Regions from separate parts of the Mus musculus genome. Here regions 2 and 3 are each linked to region 1. The links are chromatin contacts, called in public HiCAR-type and HiChIP or PLAC-seq maps. All regions are on one chromosome and are shown on one strand. Each heading gives the region's core, a stretch centred on a gene start, on an enhancer-like site or on the middle of the called end of the contact. The rest is flanking DNA. Distances are from core to core; before and after follow the strand shown.

The links. HiCAR-type assays count read pairs that join an accessible place to other places. HiChIP or PLAC-seq counts read pairs in DNA pulled down with a chosen protein or histone mark.
Region 2: a contact with region 1 is called in a HiCAR-type map of astrocytes, with 2.8 times the contacts expected there. The contact joins the promoter of Oxr1 here to the promoter of Eny2 in region 1. A contact is called at or near these places in 1 of 39 promoter capture datasets (pre-B cells) and 1 of 115 datasets of contacts at active chromatin or transcription factors (astrocytes).
Region 3: an H3K27ac HiChIP or PLAC-seq map of acute myeloid leukemia shows a contact between it and region 1, with 13 times the contacts expected there. The contact joins the enhancer-like site here to the promoter of Eny2 in region 1. A contact is called at or near these places in 1 of 39 promoter capture datasets (pre-B cells), 4 of 115 datasets of contacts at active chromatin or transcription factors (acute myeloid leukemia, pro-B cells, stem cell-derived neural progenitor cells and 1 more) and 2 of 9 other capture datasets (adipose tissue and liver).

The regions. Positions count from the first base shown.
Region 1 is chr15:44,425,955-44,430,354 of GRCm38.p6, forward strand. It overlaps Eny2 (ENY2 transcription and export complex 2 subunit), which reads left to right and starts at 2,157. Exons shown (of 5, transcript NM_175009.3): 1 at 2,157-2,288; 2 at 3,606-3,682. The coding sequence starts at 2,283. Nudcd1 (NudC domain containing 1) reads right to left here and starts at 2,353. Exons shown (of 10, transcript NM_001113554.1): 1 at 1,708-2,353. The coding sequence starts at 1,822.
Region 2 is chr15:41,445,102-41,449,501 of GRCm38.p6, forward strand. It overlaps Oxr1 (oxidation resistance 1), which reads left to right and starts at 2,381. Exons shown (of 17, transcript NM_001130166.1): 1 at 2,381-2,488.
Region 3 is chr15:41,782,075-41,786,474 of GRCm38.p6, forward strand. All of the region lies in intron 3 of Oxr1 (oxidation resistance 1), which reads left to right. Among named protein-coding and RNA genes, the nearest start is that of Abra, 85 kb to the right of the region's middle. Within about 2 kb of position 2,532, at least 19 of the 459 cell types and tissues checked have an H3K27ac peak or open chromatin away from gene starts, as enhancers often do. A contact at or near this core is called in acute myeloid leukemia, where this site is marked.

The sequences.
Region 1 (4,400 bases), core at 907-3,406:
GTTACACAAGGGCACAAGGAAACTTGGGCATTATACCTGTTTAGTACCTTGATTTCACATTAACAGAGAGTAATATAATTTCCTAGACTTTCACTGTCCCAACTTTTAGCGCTCTAGATCTCCACCCTCTGCTAGGGTCTTCCAACAGCAATTCTTCACTTGATTATTTAATTTGCTTTGCCCAATGGAACAAGTGGAAATGTGTCGACAGCCACTGGAACAGCATGTACACCGTGACTTAACTTCCGCAAACAGCCTGTGCTAGCCTGTTGAAAGGTGACCAGCCATATGGAAGACTCAAGTCAAGATCATCTGGCAAGTGATCTAGACAAATCAAGCTGACTAGAACTGCCTCTGCCAACTCGTAACTGAATGAGCAGTGAGGAGAACCTGCTGGCTTGAGCCATTAGGTTTTGTTCCTTCGAATTTTGTTTCCAATCAATTGGCTAACTAAACATGGCCGGATCATTTATTGACACAGAAAGAAAAGCAACAAAAAACGTCCAAGAGAAAGAACAAAAAGAAGGAAGCACCTCTCCTCTTATACCAGCCAACAGCTACCTGTTTTCCTTCACAACTCAAGTCCCTCATCAACTCCTACCGGAAGTTTTCCCAGGTCTCCAAACAAGTTGAGAAAACATACTCAGTTAGACCATTACATTTGCTCACGTTCCTCTCACTACTTGCCCATACTGTAATTAGATGTTTATTAGTGAATGGATTATGATTTATTAGGTACTCATGATTATACCAATCACGTAATCATCTCGATGAATCACAAAACAGGCCCACAACAATTACTTTTACACTTAAGAAACTTTAAAAACAAACAAACAAACAAACAAACAAAAAACCCAAGCATTTGTTGGTCTACTTGTTTATGTCTTTAATCCCAGCACAGAGGCAGCTGGTTATCTGTGAGTTCTGGGCCAGCCTGGGCTACAAAGCAAGTGCCAGGACAGTCAAGAATAGACTCCCTACAATCTAGATACAATCTAGAGAAAAGATACATAGATACATACATAAGTAACGCTTGATACTCAAACGTCGACTAACACCTCTAGATCACTATTTCTCAAAGTACAACCTATGGAAAACTTGTATCAAAATAAGAATCTGCAGAGACATGTATTTAAAAACACAAATCCCTGGACACTTTCCCTAACAAAACTACAATTCCTATGGTTGTAAAAAGGAGAATAGCCTCTAGGAAGTTACAGATAAATAAGTAGTAGCAGCAAGCAACAGTAAGCGCACTAAATCACTTGCCCTCAATAAATTGTAGCATGATCCAGGACCCGAGTATTTGAAACTGCTAACTGAATGTGGAAATTTTTCTCTCCCAAGAAATGATTCTGCGTCAGAAGGAAAAAGGGAGTTGGGGACTTTCCAAGGAGGTGTGGCTTCTCAGCGAACACGTTTACTAAAGGTAAGGTTTGGGAAGGAAGGACAACTTGAACCTTCAGAGCAGGAGCCAGAGATGTATGGGCGGAGAACATCCGAGCCTGAGCTGCGGACGCCTAGGCCAGCCCACAGTGCCGCGGCTAAGGCGCGGAAGGAAAGGGGGCATCCTCGGGTCCCCGCGTGGACGGCCGCTCTAGGTGCAGACCGGCAGGAGGTGGCTGGCTAGCCGGAGTGACAGAGGGTTGCGCCAATGGCAGCCTCAACAAGAAGGAACCGGGTGCGAGAGGGTGCCGCCGATCCCACCTGCATCAAGCTCCAGCTGGTAGCAGGGCAGCGGTTCGAGAGACAGCTTGTAGCCCTCGAAGCGGGGATCCAGCAGAGGTCTTTTCACCCGCAGAGAGCAATTGGCCGCCTCCATCGCGTTCCCCCGATCCCAGCAAGAGAATCAATAAAGCTCTTGTTGAAAGGTCCGCGCTTCACTCCTGGAACTGAGGCTGGGAAACGGCGTGGTTCCCATCCCAGACGACTCTGCGGCGCCACGTCTCTTCTGGGAAGTGTAGTGTCCATGAGAAATTTGGTTCTGTTGCAATGCTGGGAAATGTAGTTTTTTGATCCCTGAACCCACGTCAGCTAACAGACTCTGGACTTCCTTACCCAGAGGGCCGAGCGACCAGAAGGCGGCCCGCGCTAGTTGAATTCTCACATTATAGGCAGGGTGGCCAGATCCCGCCCCGGAAATGCGTGGTCTAGCTTTCTGTGTGCTTAGGTGCCCGAGCTACTGAGGGTCTAAGTCCGGGCAGCCGAAGAGTGTGGTAGGTAACGGTCGTCAGCGCAAGGGTCATTTCGTCGCTGGGAAGGGACGGCCCTCGCCCGCGGTGATGGTGGTGAGCTATGCCCGTGGTCCTCAGGGCCGGGACCCGGGCCCAGCCCAGGCTCCTTTCGATGTGCTGTCTTTCGTTAGCTTCCCCGACCCGCGCTCGCTCGCTCGCTCGCTCGCGGGCCTGTAGGGCTCTCCGACAGGGCGTGCTGCTGGAGTTGGCCGGGAGCCAGTCCCCGCTTTGTTTTCTGGCTCCTCCCCTCCCGCCTCTCCAGCTGTCTGCGCCGTGTTGCATTTTCCTAAAGAATGTCAGAACCGGGAGGGAGTCCCTAGCGCCCTGGTTTTACCAGTGAGAAAACTGAGGCCTTTAGGCATTAAGTGACTTGCCCAAGGTCACTATCCGTGATTTTAGGGGCCAAGACGAGACGAAGTTTTGCTGTTCTTGCTATGACACTGTCTAAACTTTTGCAGTTAATTTGGAAATGTTAAGCCCCAACTACAGAAGTAAAGCGTTGCCTAGTTATTAACCCTCTGTTCACCTGCTTCTTGCGCAGCCCAACTCTGAAAATTCTTTGTAGTCTGAATTTCCATACAGACAAGACGGAGAATTACAAAAGAAGATTCACACTAAGTAGGAAAACATTAACTTAAACCTGACTTTTAAATGGCAAAAATGCGCTCAAAAGTTAACCTTGCTTTTTTTTTTTTTCCCCTACACCTATTTTGGCATTGGTTGTCTGTTTTTTATTGAAAATGAAGAATTTCTCAAAGACTAGTTTGAAATTCGTTTTCTTACTTACCCTTCAGAAATAAGGATATGAAATCCAAAGCTAGGGTAGCAGTTGTAATTCTCCGTGAAGTTTATTGGGTAAAGCAAGCACATAGTCTTATTTCATTTTTCATAGTCGTATCTTTTATTAGTGTGCATGCTATGGCTTACCCAGAAATTGAATGCAGTTAAGATGCAGAAATGAACGCCAGTCAGATATTAGTGTACAATTAAATAAGGTGGGACTCCAAGTACCTGACTTCACATTCTGTCTCTGTGCCTCAGTGTTCTCATCTGTAAAATGGAATTGTGTCATTAGAGCAAATTTGGGGGTTAAATATTCTCAGTTTTAGGTACATAAGTGCTTAATGGTATTATAATAGTAGTTATTCCCTTTTTAAAAAGACAAAGAAAATAAACAATAAAGAGCTTATGAGGGAAGGGAATTGGGATACAGGAAATAGTACTAAGAATAATAATACCATGTAAGGTACTTAAAATTATCATCCTTTCCTTATTATAATGTTCAATGTATTAGGATGATTGTCTAGAGAGGTCTTAGAAGGAAACACTTTTCTAAATATTATGTATCTCAAAATGCATGTTGATGTCCAGGTTAGCAAGATGAACAAAGATGCGCAGATGAGAGCAGCGATTAACCAAAAGTTAATAGAAACTGGAGAAAGAGAACGGTGAGTAATAAATTGTATCAATAAAGTAGGTTTTACCATCTTTAATAATTATATTGGAGGAATTTCAAGTGTCAAGGGCCAAAACATACCTGGAAAGAATTACAGAAAAGTAAAGCTTATCAGAGTTTCTATTCTTAACATCTGTAATAGTTTGAATCAGCATTACCAGATTCGGAAGTGTCATATACAAAGATAAGCAATCAGTGACACTGCTAAGGCATTTTTAACAAAGTGGAAAAGAGACCGCAAAGACACAAATATCTACAGCTGGAGAATATTACCCAGGTTTTATTATAGAACTGTGTTTAATTACCTCAGGCCCTTAACTCTGGGGCAGCATGTGCTGTTACTATTTTCTGAAGGACTTTCTTGTTCCTCTTATTTAAATACTCAGCTATGTATCTTCAAATTCCAGCTCTTGTATCCACTCCCTACTCCATTAGCTTATGGTCTTCAGTGTGATCCACCCTCCATGACAGAGATACCTTTGTATTCCCATTGTATAATGCTATGCTCAAAACCTAATTTAAGGAGCAAACGTTTAAAGAAAGGGCTGAGAAACAAACAGAATGGCTCTCAGAGCAGGGTAATCAAGTGTACAAAGGAATGTCAGGAACTGTGGAGTTGCTTCCATTTTACCTGGAGGTGTTTGAGTAAATTTCAGTAATAAAAGAATTTCACCTAGTGTGGAAGAAGAATCTGCAGTCCCCAAGGTCAA
Region 2 (4,400 bases), core at 1,131-3,630, 3.0 Mb before region 1:
TTAAGCCTCATGAGAGTAAGTCTTGATCTGTTTTGACAAAGAAAATAAGATTGTCAACTTTGTCCCTGATGCATGGATGGGAGTGCATTCTGCTCGTAGGGAAGGAATATTAACACCAGCACAGGAAACAGTGCTTAGAACAGGGGAATACTGCTCTATGGTCCCGTGTCGGGCAGGAGGTCCCACCTCTGTGAACCAATGTATAATTTTCTCAATGTATCTATGCTAGTGAGTTGCTTTCACTTGGCATTCAAAGTCTTGAACGCAGTACATTTTGAACCATAGGTTTTATGTAGGAACCGAAACAGACTTTAAAGTGAAGGCATGTCCCCCTACAGAGAGTGTGTGTGCAGTGTCAAAGAAATGTCAAGATCACACCACCTCAAGTGTGACTGGCAGGAAGTAATAGTGTGATGGCACCCGTGTGCACAGCATTCATCTCTCATCCCATGTTACTTAGGACAGGAAAGGATAGATAAGCTTAAGAGATAGCTTCAGAGGAAAGAAAGTTAAACATAAAACTAGACTGTGATTGCAAATTGAAGGATCTGATTTAGGAGTATGTCTTGAGCAGAGACATACACTGTTATAGCGCTGTTAAAAAGTACAACCGTGTGCCTTCTGTTGGCAAGCCAAGCTTTCCTAAGTCTCAATAATGGCAAGTGAATGCATTTTTATTGAGCATGTACTGTGAGCTCTTGGTGAAGCTCAGTTCTAGTCCATGCATAACCTCAAAAGACATAAATGAACTGGGATAAAATAGTCACTTTCAAGAGAACGCAAAATCTAGGCTCTGGATTTCCTTCTTACAAGTAGAGAAAACAAGATTACCAAATTCATTAGCTGCACTGAAAACTGCGCCTAGTTTCCTGATTTCTTACTCTAACTACAGCTATGGATTTCAGGAAATAATAGGTTATATTTAAACTTGGGTAATTTCTCATCCGGCAGATTTTGGGTTCAATTAGGTATTATTTCAGGCAACAGTTGTCTCCAGGCTTCAACGTCCTCTTCTGTCAAATAAAAGCAATGAATTCTTAACTGATGAATCTAATTTGGTGACTTCCAGAGAAAAAGCTAAAACTATAACTTGACCCAGGAAATATGTGAACATCTCATTCTTATAATTGAAATCTTTATTGATTTTTTCAGGGTAAAAAATAATGGGTTTCATTACGAAATGCATGTACATCACTATGCTTTTCTCAAATTCATTTCTTTTCCTTTTCAGTATAAATATTTCCTCCTCCCCTTTCCTCTTGGCTTTCGTTTTACAGACTGATGGACGTTTCACTTTCAAAGGAGAGAAGAGATAACACTAGTTGTCAGCAATTGAGGTGGGGTATCCTGGAGATTAATAGTGAGAACCCACTCACTACCAGGTTTTGAGAGGCCTTTGGGCTGATTTGCTGGTCGGATTGATGCAGTCTCATCTTGGCAAAGGGACCGACTTCCTTCAAGAAAGGGCCGAGGTCCAGTCTACCTAGTTGTACTTTGGCCCCTACCCCTACTCCTCTCTCATAATTTCCCAGGCAGAGTTGGAAAGGTGGGAGCGGTGGAAGTAGAAGGCAGCAGGCAGGGAAAGTAAATTACAGTTCAGGCAACAGGAACAGTGCCTCCAAGGTCAGGCTGAGTGTCAACTAATTATGTAAAATCCTGCGGAAATAGAAGTCGGGGAGAAGCCCAGCCTACTCTTGTATTTAAGGAGATCTTTCCAGAGCCCCTTTCAACCCACAGCCCCATACCTTCACCCTTTGGCCAGATCTTTGTATTTTGCCCGCCTTCCTTGATTTCTCGTTCCAATTCCACCAGAATAACCCTGAAAACTTTTTTCTTCCTCTTGGTAAGTCAGTAGCAGAGGAGCTTTCCCATAATTTCAGACCAGTATCTTCTCGATGTCTCTGTCTAAGGCCCTGAGGCTAGGGCTGCTGGGCAGCTCTGGGGACCGGGGACGGGAAGGGGTGCCATACCCCGCAGCCTGGAGTTGGGACTCTGCTCTGGCTACCCTGGCAGGTGTCTGTTCTTGGGGCACGGTTTCCCAGGGCAGGGGTCCAGGAGGACGCCAGCTCCCGGAGCCCGAGAGTTCGCTGCGGGGACGCGCGGAAAGGGGGTGCGCTGGCAGCCGGTAGCTTCCTTCCGCAGGAGCTATTTTTAGCAGGGCTTCGCCCCCCCTTTTCCCGGAGCCGCCGGCGTGGTCGCCTCCAGCTCGTGGCCGTCGCTCTGCAGCTCGGCGCCGCCTCCCCCGCCGCGGATGGCTCTTGGTAGCTTCCACGCGGGCAGGTCCGGAAACTGAGCAAGTCTGCAAGCGCTCCGCGGCCCCGGCGGCGGCGACGGCGGTGGGGGCAGAGCTGGGCTGCGTCAGGCTGAGCGCAGTCCGCGCGCGGCCGCGGGAGCGCAGTGCCAGCGCCGCCCGGCCCCACCGAGAGGGGCGCACTCGCCGCTACGGGGCTCGCACCGCTCGCCGCAGCCCCCTCCCGCCGACCCGCAAGTAAGTTTGTGCGGCTGCTGGGCGCCGCCGGGGCGAGGGCTAGGCGCTGGGGGAGCTGGGGATGGCGAGCGGGAAGAGCGCCTGGACACCCGGAGAGCGGGCAGCCTTCTGCCTCCGGAGTCCCGCGCTTCTCCCAACCGCTGGGCAGGTAGAGAGCTCCTGCTTACAAGGATGCTCTAGCAAAAGCTATAATGAGCAGACCCCGGAGGGTAGGACTGGCTCAGGGTTCAGGTGTGGGTCACTCTGGAAGGAAGAAGGACCGCGGATGAGGGAGCGGACCCGGCAGGCCAGGAGCCGGCTAGTGCCCGATGGGGAAGGGAAGGTTTGGAGAGCAGGGACCTGCCTGGGAACAGCCAAAAAGGGAAAGTGGTGTCCCTAGGACTGACAGAGGGTCAGAGAGCAAAATAGAAGGGCGGTGTGTCCTGAACCAGGATGACAGAAGGGGAGATAGATGGAAAGTGGGGCGTGTGAAAAGCGGATTTGTAGGAGAGTAAAGGACGCCAGTGGAAGGGTCAGTGGGCGCCTGATGGGCGGGTGAACTTGGTTAATTCGGGGAATCAGAACAAGCTTAGGTAGATATGATGGAAAGAGGCAGATTTAATTCAAGCCTCCGGAGGGAGTGTGTGAGGCAACACGTTGTGAGAACCAGCGGGTTTAGAAAGTGGCCTGGAAGGGAGGGCTGGAAAGGTGATGAGGGATATGGGGGAATGTGAGCAGGGAGTGGGGTAGATTCATGCCTAGGATAGGGAGGAAGGGGAGTTGCAAACCTGTGCATAGGGTTGGAGGCTTCCGTGAGTCAAGTCCCATGGTAGAGGTTTAGAGGTACTTCTCTGAGGTTCCTCTTCCATCTCCTATCTGGTTTGGAGGCTCCTAGGATCCTGGACAGAGATGAAGCAGGGAGGAAGGTAGTCACTTAAGGGGAGCCACCAGTGCTTTCGCTTACCGGATTGTGTATCCGGGTTCCTTTTAAGCAATGTGGGGCTGGGTTTGTGCGTTACACAGAGGGGGAGTGGTGTGTGTTCTAGGCCAAGGGGATCCCTAGTCTCCTATGGGGAGGGGGAATTTGTGTTTTGGGCTGGTTAGTAAGGTAGAAGTCTGCAGCGTGCAACACGCAGCAGGGGGTGTACATGCATGCGCTTTGCAGGTGCGTGGTGCAGGCCAGGGGTCCTCCGAGCTGTGCAGTCTGTCTCCACGACTGGGAGATCAGGACTCTGGACGTGGTCCAGGACAGGATTAAGGGAAACGTGCTTCCGCTTCCAGTATGTCTTCTGCCTCCTTTTGCTGGTTACATTCTTTCTGGCCCAGTGATGGGTTTCCATAGCCTCCCTCTGGTTACCTTTTATTTGAAACCTGATGCTGTTTGTCTCCCCTGATTTCTGTGCTTAGAGGATGCATCTCAGGCAGGGTTGTTCCCATCTTTCTACTCAGGGAAGGAATCTGAGAAGTCCCTGATGTCACAGGGGCTCTGGAATCATGGGGCCTTCTCAAAGGACATGATGATCATAACATCTGTGGATTCCGTAAGCAGGTAGCTTCAAATGGACTGGGAGAGGCAGTGAGTAGGTTGGGAACAGTGACCATTACTTACCTGTGTTTTGAAGGGGGGTGGGGGGGCTTCCTCTCAGTTCCAGGCATGCAAATCAATGACTTACGAAGGGAAAGACCAGATTAGTTCAATAAGCATCGGAAATTATGTTGCAAAATAAAATGTCCATTTGACTAGCAGAGATTTTACCCACCAGCTACATGAATCAAGAAGAATCTGCAGGTTCCAGGTTGAGAAATGGCAATGAAGAGGTGGGTGTCACCACGACCACGTCTTCTCAAGCTCTGTCTAGCTGAGCATGGTTTGTTGGTGGGCAGCTTTTAAAGCTGCACTGTTGGAGTAGGAAATGAAGCTGAAGCAGGGGCT
Region 3 (4,400 bases), core at 1,282-3,781, 2.6 Mb before region 1:
CAAATCCCAGCAACCTCATGGTGGCTCACAACCACCCGTAATGAGATCTGGTGCCCTCTTCTGGTGTATCTGAAGACAACTACAGTGTACTTACATATAATAAATAAATAAATCTTTAAAAAAAAAAAAAAAAGAAAGTATTTTGAAAAGTAATGAGCAAAGCAAAGGATCTATTCCTAATCGTCTCGCTGAGCCGGGTAGGATGCTAGGAGTTTTAGGAATAGAAAAGCCATGTGATGTCAGCTCTACAAAAAAAGATAATAATAAGATATGAGCTTGAACTGGAAGGGCCTGGAAATATGTGACTGACCAATAAGAGTAGGAGCGGAGGAGGGATCACAAAAACATATTAGCCAGGACCGCATCAGGCAAGGCAAACCTAAAAATCAGGCGACAGTTTCTTTAAACTATAAATAACACAAAATTACTAAAATTTGAAAAGAACCAATGTGTTTTAGAGATACGGTTCTCATTATTTTCAAATGATTGATTATAACATCTTTTGGTATAATAATTCAGAGTGATTTTTTTTGGTTTCCTCACCTTTTTCTCCCTAAGTTCCTATTTTTAGTCAAAATTGTCTTCGTTGATGGGTTAAGGATTCAGCTTACTGCTAAGTTACTTGCTAACATGCACTAGAGAACACAGCTTGATCTGCAGAGAGCTGAAAATAAACAGAGCTCATTTGAAACTTTCCTATTTTAGGGTAAGTTGCTGATATTATTTAACAGTAGATACTGCAATTGCTGTTTCCAAAAATCAAGAGAACAATGTTTCTTCTAAGGAATGTTGACCGGGTGTGTGTAGGGGGGTGACTTTAAATAGATTTACAATAAATTCGTTTCCAAAACTGTATCACCAATGAAGTTCCTCTAACATGTTTTTGTATTTTAAAAAAAAAGCCTTCAATATAAATAAATTTAAGTAAATTGATGGCTACAATAAACCCCCATTTGTGCTTTAAGATCAAAAGCTACACATGTCTATGTACACACATGTTCTCACCAGTGCACATTCATGTGTGGATGTTTTATGTATACACACACAGGATTCCTAGAGGGATACCAAAGATGCCACAGACCCTTGATTTTACAAAGAGGTGAAAACTTACCACTATATAGCTTTTAATACTCCTTGAATTTTTTGTATTATTATGTGCATTTCCTCTTTCTTTAAAAGTGTTAGTGAAAAGATGATATCAATGAGACAGGTATCACTAAGCAAAAGACAGTGTAGTTCTCCTCTAAGCATAAGATATGGCTATTGCATTTGAGACTTAGGGCAAGAGGGTAAAATTTACTCTCTGACTGATGCAAATCTGTGTTACACCATCAAAAGTAACTTTTTCCTCATTAAGTATTCTGCATATACGTCATAATTATTTTTAAACTGAGCACACAAAATGCCGATGTAATTAGTGATGCCTTCTCTGTCACTTTATGTCTATGTATGTTGTATGCCACGTGTGAGTAGGTACCCTTGGAGGCTAGAAAAGGGTGTCAGGTCCACTGGAACAGGAGTTTCACATAGTTATGAGATGACCGATGTGGGTTCTGGGAGTGGGAGAGGAGAAAGCTTTCTTAGCTTCTGAGCCATCTCTCCAGACCTTGTATTTGCTTCCCATACAATTACTTAGTACATTGAGCAAGATGATAATTGTCATAACAAAGTGATAAAATTACTAAGGTACTAATATCCTTATTCAGGTAGTCATCTACACTCATGGAAGGTGTGTGTGTGTGTGTGTGTGTGTGTTCACACATTTGTGATAGGATAGGAATTGTTCTTCAGGAACTATACACTTTTTTTTTAAAGACAAGATCTTTCACTGGGACCTGTGACTCCTGAGTCAAGCTAGACTTGATGGCTAGCAAGCCCCAGCAATTCCCCTGCCAATGAAAGCACTGGGATGAAAAGTGTCACTGTGGCCTGCTCTTTAAATGGATGCTGAGGATTGAACTGAGTTCTTCATGCTTCTATATCACACACGTTGCCCCTGAGCCATCTCCCCAGCCCTGGCTCCTGCTTTCTTATTAGATCTTCTCAACATTTCTATCTTCAGAGGCATGGAGCCCAAAGGACAGAGAGGTTAGGTCAGTTGCTTCTCATGGCTCCACTAGTAGCGAGGCCTTAGGGCCTGTGTCCTGAAGGCAGTACTGCATTCTGAGCCATGTGCACAGTATTCCAGTGACCTTAATTGATATAAACATCACCCTTGCAGAGAAAGAATGGTTTGCACTCTCTGCAGAAAGAACTAATGATTAAGCAATACAGCATTTTATCTTAAATACATTTTGACCAGCACTGAGTAACAGCAATTTAACATTGCACAATCTCACAACTTCCTATAAGACAGAATAACCTCATTGAAATATTTTTTATCTTATGAAAACATTTTAATAGGCTATGTATACACACTATACAACAATAAAAATTCAGTCTCTCCCACTTAACCTAAGTTACTTGTGCCAGAAAGGAACAAGTTACCACCCCTGCCCCAATACTTTTTCTCCTGTAACAGGGAATTGAATTGAGGGCCCCATACGTTGGGGAAGTACTAAACCATTGTGCCATACCCTCATCCGTGTAGATACACTGTGTGTGTGTGTGTGTGTGTGTGTGTGTGTGTGTGTGTGTTCAGACACAGTCACAACTAGCGGTCCAACCTAGCTTTGAACTCATTTTGTAAGACAGACAGATTTTTAACTTTTTAACTTCCCATCTCAATCTCCCAAGTAGCTGACATTAAAGTCTTTAATCCCTAGGCCCACAAGTTTCTTATGTTCTAACAAAAATTTTTTATAATTTGTTCCATAAGAGGTGCTCTCAGCCTTGTTTTCCACATTAGAAATTACGTGTGTGTGTGTGTGTGTGTGTGTGTGTGTGTGTGTGTGTGTGTGTGTGTATTTAAGACTCTTTTTACTAACCATATGAAGAACTCTTTCCCCCTTTGAGTCAGTCTTACTATGCAGCTCAGTCTGACTTCAGCAATCCTCCTGCTTCAGTTTCCCAAGCTGGTGTTACAGGCAGCTAGGGGTTTTGAATTTCTGAATACATACCCATCTTATTTCTTTGTTTATTACCATTTAAAGTGTTTTCAATGTTGTGCTATAGTAAACCAAAACCCACCATTTCAGACATAAATAGGACCTAGTATAAGAAGCTTTGTGTTCATGCTGACTGGATTGAAGGGAACATAACTTTTATCAAATGTGTACAGATTCTGTGGATGCCCTTTGCAGGAACTACCATGCTGTATGCCCACCTGCCTGTCATGGACAAAAACCAGCAGTTTTGCTGTCACCAAAATGCCTTTAAACTCCGCTATTCTAATCAAAGAAATTGGCATTTATTGTCTGCTAACTGCATTTCACTGACTCCAAGCAGGAGCTTTGCTTAGGTTATCAGAGCTTTGGGTATCAATGGTAAGAGTCCAAGAACTTAAGATTTCTTACATCTTTCATTTTCCTTTAGAGTTAGAAGGCTTTAGCACTTATAGCTGCTTCTTTGAGCCATGTCGAGTTCACATGTGTGTTTGGTATGAGGGAACAGTCATGGGGCTGCCAGTCATTCTGGAACTGTTTGTTGCAGACAGTAACCTCTTCTTCCTACCCCACATATTAGATGGCTTTGGCATCCTTGTTGAAAACCAATATGTCATACAAAGTTTACTTCTTAAGGCTTAATCCATTTGAATTGATGTATGTCTATCTTTATACCAATATACAATTTGTAATTTTATATTATCTTTTGAAATTGGGAGATAAAAGGCCTCCAACTTTTGTATATACTCAAGTGAAGTATGTCGGCAGAGAAACTTAGATACAGAGATGGTTACAACATTATTAATAATAAGCATAAAATCAGGAAAACCCCAAAGACCATCATACAAATGGATCAATGTGGCCTCTGTCCATGGGAGCATTATGTGATTGATATACAGGTACATTTGCAGCATGAGACGGGTCCAGGGGTGATACATGACGTGAAAGAAGCTAGGCCTCAAAGATCAACATTACACAGTTGCCCTCTGAGATGTGTGCATCCCAACACACGGTATGTTAGTGCTTGCTCATAGCAGCAAGTAGAGCAGGAAGTCAACCAGGAGGCCTGTTTTCACATGATAGAAACATTTAAAGACAGTTTTAATGGTATTTCTACAATATGTACACTTTGAACAGGTGGATTTTATGATGTGTAAATTAGATGCCAGCAATGATACATTAAAAATGAGGTAAAATGTAGCCTACAAACAAACATGGTAGACAAGGAAAGTTTTTTAAGGGCAACAGAAATTTATGTTGCTGACTTAGAGTAAGAGAAGACTCACTGGCTGTCACATTACAAACAATTGCCAACCAGACCAAGATCAAAAGTCGAGTTTAGGGGAAGGTAGGGAC